2 separate regions of the Gossypium hirsutum genome follow, and region 1 is linked to region 2. Evidence: chromatin contacts called from public Hi-C data. All regions are on one chromosome and are shown on one strand. Each heading gives the region's core, a stretch centred on a gene start, on an enhancer-like site or on the middle of the called end of the contact. The rest is flanking DNA. Distances are from core to core; before and after follow the strand shown.

Evidence for each region. A called contact is a pair of places that touch in the nucleus more often than the background predicts.
Region 1: a contact with region 2 is called in a Hi-C map of leaf, with 2.2 times the contacts expected there. The contact joins the promoter of LOC107889598 here to the enhancer-like site in region 2. A contact is called at or near these places in 6 of 34 Hi-C or Micro-C datasets (hypocotyl and leaf).

Annotation. Positions count from the first base shown.
Region 1 is chrA09:75,130,762-75,134,793 of Gossypium_hirsutum_v2.1, forward strand. It overlaps LOC107889598 (29 kDa ribonucleoprotein A, chloroplastic), which reads left to right and starts at 2,084. Exons shown (of 5, transcript XM_041076751.1): 1 at 2,084-2,808; 2 at 2,926-3,027; 3 at 3,444-3,767; 4 at 3,915-3,996. The coding sequence starts at 2,431. The coding sequence ends at 3,977.
Region 2 is chrA09:75,091,275-75,095,272 of Gossypium_hirsutum_v2.1, forward strand. LOC121206205 (a long non-coding RNA gene) reads right to left here. Exons shown (of 2, transcript XR_005901227.1): 2 at 3,390-3,998. Among protein-coding and RNA genes, the nearest start is that of LOC121206205, 3.5 kb to the right of the region's middle. Within about 2 kb of position 2,032, at least 1 of the 9 cell types and tissues checked has an H3K27ac peak or open chromatin away from gene starts, as enhancers often do. A contact at or near this core is called in leaf, where this site is marked.

The DNA.
Region 1 (4,032 bases), core at 834-3,333, 40 kb after region 2:
GACACTAAAGGAGAAATTTCATGTAACTATAAACCCTCCTCCCTACCAAAAGCTAACTTGGTGATACTATCAGCTTCCAAGTTTTCATCTATAGGAACGTATATAATTAACCAAACTTCTTTATTTTGCAAAAGTTGTAAGTACGCCTGATTAATGGAGAATTTGATTCATTCAATACAAACTCCTTGATAGATCCAATGACTCCTATATTGTCTATTTGCACCAAAATTCTATCATGTTGTCTTCCTTGTGTCAGTATCACACCATCGAGTATACCCCATAAATTTTCTTAAAAAATAGAACATTTCCCCAAGTTGCGGTTGTAACCAAGTATCCAATCTCCATTATGGTTTTTCAATACACCGCCTACCGCAGCGCAACTTATGTTGGTTTTAACAGCTCCATCAAATCTTACTCGGATCCACCTTACTATTTCCACCATATCCACTCTTGAAGTAGGTCTCACTACATTGCCTCCATTACAAGCTGCAATGTAGTGATTAGCCCAATTGTGTGAGACTTTGACAATCTTCTCTACACTTCACGACATGCCATTAAAAGTGTAAATATTCTTGTTCTTCCATATCCGCCAAGCAACTAGGCCAGAGAAGCATGACGAATTGGCATTCCTTCAGACTATGTTGAGTTGATTTTCCAAATTAGATTTAATCTATTCCTGCAAATTACCTGGAAAGAATATGGTTAGTTTATGGGGGAAGATACGGTTCCATACATTATTCGCTGCATCACAATCCCTTAAAACATACAACATGTCTTCTGCTTCATGGCTGCAGATTAGACATCTTGTGTCACTACCCACGCTACACTTTTGCCATTCTACTTGAGTAAGCAACCGCTGTTTAAGAGCCAACCAAAGAAAAACTCGCACGCTTTGAGGTCCCTTAACCTTCCATGGCAAATTCCAAGCTTCCTCCTTAGGATTCCACAAACTTTCCTTAATCATACGATAGACGTTTTGATAGAGAAACACCTTGAAGTGGTTCTCAACCAAGCAATTTTGTCAGGCCTTGTTGCAAGATGTGGAGGAAGGATGCCAGTAATGCGTCTAATTAAATATTCAAAAAGCCAAACTCGAAAAATTTTCGGATTCCATGTTCCTTCATCAATAACCATCATATTTAAACAACAATCAGTGACCATGTTAGCACTTGCTGGAATAAGGTTAATCAATAGGCTGATCTCTGTAATCCAACTATCCCTCCAACACTTAATAGAGATACCATTTCCAACTGACTAGAAAATATTTTCTTTAAGTAGAAGCCACAGCTCAGATAGAGATCACCAAAGAAAATAGCAATTACTATGAGCGATACTGAAGGGTATGCCATCCTTAATCCCATACTTCGCCTGTAACACACGAACCCACAAAGCCTCTGAACTCGACAGAATGTTAAACCCCAACTTTAATAAAAAAGAAGTGATATAATCTTTCAATTGTTGAAACCCAAGCCCTCCATAAGTCTTTTGGTTGACAAACTGAAGTCCAACTAACAGGGCCCAATATAAAAAATGAGTGTATGATGAAATTTAATTACAACATTAATAATTTTTATCTATTTTACATAAATTTGATTGATATAATAATAATGTTTTCGCATGCTGTCTTTTTTTTTGTATGTATTACTATTTTTTTAAAGCTAAATTTTATATATATTATTATTTTTTTATTTTTTAGAATTTTAATTTTTTATATATTTTTTCAAATTTCTTTAAGAAATAAGGTCAAATTAATTGAATATGTAAATATTAAAGGCTCACCAATGAAAATTATCTAAAATTAAATTGAAATAAATCATTAATAATGTGATTAATTATTTTTAATTGTGATGAATTAAATTATTCTAATTTTGTTATAAAGCGATGAATGTATTCAATATTGAAGAGGACTTTTACTAAGAAAATTTAACTTAGACATGAATGCATATATTGTAGGGCTTAGGCCTGAAGTGTTAAACCCATAAATTGTAGGCCAGTCTGACCCATTTTCAGTTGAAATTTGTAATATTTTCATTGCTATCGGGGGCTTTTGTCAATTGTGATAACCAAAACCAAACCAAACCAAACCAAACCAAAGACAAAGAAAGACAGCAGGAGAAAGAATGGCATGGGAAGTTGGGAACTAAACTCCAACAGCTTTTGTCAGAAGACAAAATATCTACTGAAATCTTCTGATCATCAAAATCGAACGGCCGAGATCTCGTAATGTAGCCAAGTAGCCAACTCAACTTGCTCCCAATATCTCAATCCCACCGAAAATGGAAAAGGCTAGGCTAGGCTGATATCTTTTTTCCATTTCTCCCGCTATAAATATCTAACCTAACCTCACAGCTCTTCTTAAACCCTCCTCCTCCTCTTCCATTTCGAAAACCTTATCTTTTGAGAACGAAGGTTAAAGGAACCACACCAGCCATGTCTGCAACATCTGCCTCATCTCTTATTCTCCCATCGCTCAAACCCAAAGTTCTATCTTTATCCGACTCAACTCCCAATTCACTTTCTCTCTTCTCCCTTTCTCCTACCCCCCATGCAAAGCCTCTCTTCTGTTCTGCTCTTCCAAGTTTCCAGCTTTTAACCAAAAAGTCCTCTTTTTCTTCCGGGTTCCTGACAAACGTTGCTGTTTCTTCTGAGTATGACCAGGAAGAGGACTTATTTGGCAGCGATGATGAAGAAAGGTCTCCTACTTTCTCACCTGACTTGAAACTTTTTGTGGGTAATCTTCCTTTTACTGTGGATAGTGCCCAGCTTGCGGGTTTGTTTGAAAACGCCGGAAATGTTGAGATGGTTGAGGTACTTTTGTTTTACTTTTTTGTTTTTACTTATTGATTACCCGGTTTTATGTTTCTCAATCATTTGTAGACTTAGAATCAAATTGTTCACTCCGTTTAATGTGGTGAAATATTGCAGGTGATTTACGACAAGGTAACTAGGAGAAGTAGGGGATTTGGATTTGTAACCATGTGCACAATCGAGGAAGTCGAAGCTGCTACTCAACAGTTCAATGGCTATGTAAGTCTTTTTTTTTTTCATATGCGATGACTATTTAGTGCTTTCCACATTGCTTAATTGGATCATCTTTGTTACATGTCTATCCCAAACAATGTGCCTTTTCATTTTTTTAGTTTATCATGAACATATTCTTACATATTATTAGAAATTTTGAGTAGCAATTTCTTGTTTTAGCTTTAAAACCTACTCTTGCATATAAATCTGATCGACATATGGAGTAGCTGCTTTAAACTTTCTTCCGCATTCTCTTTTGCAGCATGGTGGGGGAAAGGGGTGTTTGAAATGTCAAGTTTGCTCAAAATTTTTACTGTTTTAGTATCTAAATACCTCCCAATAAAAGTGATTAATTAATAATGTCTGTAGTTTTTATCACAAGCTTGTTTTGAGATTATCGTAAAATTATCTTCTGTTTGCAGGAATTGGAAGGGAGAGCATTGAGGGTAAACTCAGGACCTCCTCCTCCTCGTAGGGAAGAATTTTCTCCTAGGGGAGCAAGAGGTGGTCCTTCAATGGGAGCAAGGGGTGGTCCTCCTATGGGAGCTTCAAATCGTGTCTATGTTGGTAACCTTTCATGGGGTGTTGATGATACAGCACTCGAGACCTTGTTCAGTGAGCAAGGCAGGGTTGTGGAAGCGAAAGTCGTTTATGACAGGGAAAGCGGTAGATCAAGGGGTTTTGGCTTTGTAACTTACAGTTCTGCCGATGAGGTCAACAGTGCCATTAAATCCTTGAATGGTTGTGTAAGTTCATCGTTACCTTGGTCTTTCATGTGTGAATGTCTATAGCAACTTAGATTTTTGTGTGCATGATTTTGTACAAATTGCTTCGTCTTGAAATCTATTAAGCTCATTAACGATGGTGAATTACTTTAAATCTGTCTGGTGCAGGATTTGGATGGAAGACCAATTCGGGTCACTGTAGCAGAGTCTAGGCCAAGGCGCCAATTTTGAGTGCGGATATTTCCTACTGGTATAACACATTTTAGGTTGAAGAGGAGAACGACTA
Region 2 (3,998 bases), core at 782-3,281:
GTGTAAAATGGATTTAGCTGGATGGGTAATCCGAATTAGGGTCTGAATTTAGCTTGGACTGGTAATTCAGATCCAAGCTCATCAGAGCAATTGTCGTTGTAGGGGATTTAGCCCGGACTGGTAATCCCGACAATACTCTATGAGTTTATATTACAGGGGATTTAGCTTGGACTAGTAATCCCGTTGTAAGAATGAGGTTCGCGGGAGTGTGCTTTCTAAAATGAAATGTGTAAGGCCATGGTTGAAAGATACCATGGCAACATGATTAGAAATGTGTAAGACCATGGTTGAAAGACACCATGGCAACATGATATAAAATGTGTAGGACCATGGTTGAAAGATACCATGGCAACAGGATATAAAATGTGTAAGACCATGGTTGAAAGATACAATGGCAACATGATATGAAATGTGTAAGACCATGGTTGAAAGATACCATGGCAACAGGATATAAAATGTGTAAAACCATGGTTGAAAGATACCATGGCAACATGACGGGAATGAATAAGACCATGGTTGAAAGAAACCATGGCAATGTAACATGAAATGAACAAGACCATGGTTGAAAGATACCATGGCAACCTGACAGAAAATGAGTAAGACCATAGTTGAAAAACACTATGGCATCATGACAAAGATAAATAAGACCGTGGATGGGAGACGCGATGACATCTATTGAACAATTGATATTCAGGTAATATGTATCAGATGACGAATGGTTATATGAAATGGTTGTGTGAAATGTTTACAAGAACTGGTCATATGGAAATGTATGTACAAAATAGTTGTATGAAATAATTATGAAGATAAATAAACGAAATAAGAATAAGTACATGGAATATAATTTATGTTAAGTTTGATATAAACTTTACCGGAACAAATATACATAAAATAAATGGAAATGATGGAGCATAAAATATTGATATAATGAAATGATTGATATATACTTATGAAGAAACGGTAAGAGAATGATATGTTTCATGACATGTACATATATGATTATCTTTGATATGTTGATACAAGGAAATTATGTAAGTAAAGACAATTATTAAACTCAAGCATGACATGTCGAGAAAATAAGTATATCAATGTTGAATTTATATGAAATATGTGCAAGTATACTAACAATGATGTTGTTTGACGCTTAGGCAAGTGTCAAGCTATTGATTGAATGGTAACATGTTTAATTATAAGAAGCATTGAAATGGTAAGTACTTAGATGAAAATATTTAAGACTTTGCGAAATTTTTTATGATCCCGATTTAATTCCAGTTGGTTTTTAATGCATGTTTGAGGCTTCAAGGGCCAATAGAGAGACGTTATGATTATTTTCAAAATATGAATAATAAATGACTCAGAATTATCTGAAAAATGTTCAATAAACTCCGGTAATGCCTCGTACCTATTCCGGCAATGGATACGGATAGGGGGTGTTACATCACTTCATTCGAAGCTAAACAATAGTAAAATAAACATAAAATTTAGAGAAAAATCTCTTTTTGATTAATTTTAATTATTTTGCGTAGACTAAACTAATGTTAACCTAAAGAAAGGTAACACGAGTCTAATTAATACTAAAATCAAATTTGTTGAAGTTAAAAGTTTAATGGGATGATGAGAAGCCCTAGATGACATAATTAAAACATTTATAATCTTAGAAAAAGCCTTTTAAGTCATAGCGGTTCACCAATATCAACTTGCAAGAGGGTTCACCACCTTGTTCCATGCTTCAACTTCATCTCCAAAAATGCTTTTTGAATCCTTTTAGCTCCAGCTCTCATAATTGGTCCAACTAGCACATGTAAATCTCCGTTAGATTAGTCCATATCCTCAGAGTTCGTATTAGTTAACTTCATTTTTATTTAGTTTTTTTTATTAAACCCATTAATTTATCACTTATATTAAGAAATCATATGCATAATTTTTATCGTGAAAATCAAAGCCTTCGAACAAATCAATGGGTTCCATGGAAAAGCCAGGTAACTCGGGTCAGACCCAATGGGCAAACTGATTGTCAAAATATTCCCATAATCCACTAAGGCCCATCTAAGAAGGCTACTTCTCTTGCCCATTCAAAGAAAATAGGCTCATTTAGATGCTACTGTGAAAAACAATGTTAAATATAACGATCAGTAAAATTTGATTCGATTCGAAAAAATTAAAAATAATTTTAAATTTTAAGTTAATTGAATCGAGTTATTCGATCCAACTCGAATAAAAAATTTCAGATTTCAGATTTCGAGTTAGAGTTAAGTCCCTGTCAATTTTGAAAATAAACAAATTAGTTTCTCTATTAACAAAAATTACAATAAAATCAAATGTAATTTTCAAATTTTGAAAATAATTTTTAAAATTCAAAATATTTATAGAAATTCCTAAAATTTATATTTTTTAAAAAAAATTATATTTTTTTTAATATAAAATTTTTACTAAAATAATAATTTTAGAATCTAAATAAGTGATTAATAATTCAAGTTTATCATGCTAAAATATCTTATTTTTTTTATTATTTTGCTTAAAAAAGTTTTCAAATATATATTGTTTCAAATTTGTGTTCTAACATGGAATTAGTTATATTGTACAAGATTTTAATTTAACATTGTTATTTTTTCTAATTTAACTCAAACGGTTTCAATTGGTTCAATCGAACGCTCACCCCTAATTCGAGTTATCCGAAAATCCAAATAAGAAAAGACAAAACTGTGTCGTTTTGATAAATGTTTACTTTTTCTAAAGTTAAAAATCAAAACTATCAAATTAAAAGGCAAAACTAGTTATTTTGATAAATATTTATCCATTAGTCTTACTTTCCTTCCTGAATCGTTTCGCTCTCCTTTTTTCCTTTACTCAAAATTAATCTAAAAGCTTGTACTTCGTCTACTTGTAAAATAACTGATCCATGTAAACGAAACATTGAGTATAAATAATAAGATTCGTTAATTCGACTCAACTCGACTCAAAATTTTTTGACTGGATTCGAAAAAATTCAAATTGAGGGTCTGTTTGATTGGCAGTAAAATGTTTTCCGTAAAATCATTTCTGGAAAATGTTTTACTTTTCTGGAAAATGACTTACTGGAAAATATTTTCTGGTGTTTGATTGAATCTGTGTAAAATATTTTCTGCTGTTTGACAGATTTCCTGAAAATATTTTCTGGAAAAGTTGTTTTTTACATATATTAATATATATTAATAAATTTTTATATTTTAAAATTGTTTTTACATATATTGCAATGATTTATTTATAATAATACTCAATAATAAGCTACAATATTGATTGTTATAAATTGAAAAAATATTATCCACAATGAGTTTATATCACAAGGTTACCGACATCAAAGAAACAAATTGAAAACTGGAAGGCTATCATGCATGGTGAAAACAGCAGGATCCAGTCACTAACGATGTTACTGAGAATAAATATATACAATACAAATCATTCAAAAAGTGCAGAATGCACATCGTTTGAGCATGGTACAATTCTGAACCCATGCAATTCATGCTAATTATTGCATGCTTTGCTTCTGTTTTTATGGGACGTCTCCTTCAATGGTGCTTTTAAAATGGAATGCTCTTTCTAACTCACCGCCAATTGATCAACCAACTCACTTAGACCTTCTCTATAAGAAGCATTATTTAATCCCTTCTCCCCATCATATCAGAACCAATCTTAGCTCTCAGTCTTACTTACTCTGATAATGGCTTGCAAAATTAGTTCCTTGCTTACTGATGTTTTCATGCTCAGCATTCTGTTTGTTATTGCTGGGCAAGCCATTGCAGCACGTGACATCTCGAAGAATGATGATCAAATGAAACAGCCTGAATTTCTAAAACATGACCGTAGTGTGCTCATTCCAGACCTTGGACGAGTGTTGCTGCCACCAGTTTTCAAACATCACAATCCACACACTATCGGCACTGGCACCCCCATTCTATAAGCAGTGGCCGCCATGTTGGCAGCACAATTGGTGGAAATCGCCAGCTTCTAGGTGGTGATGA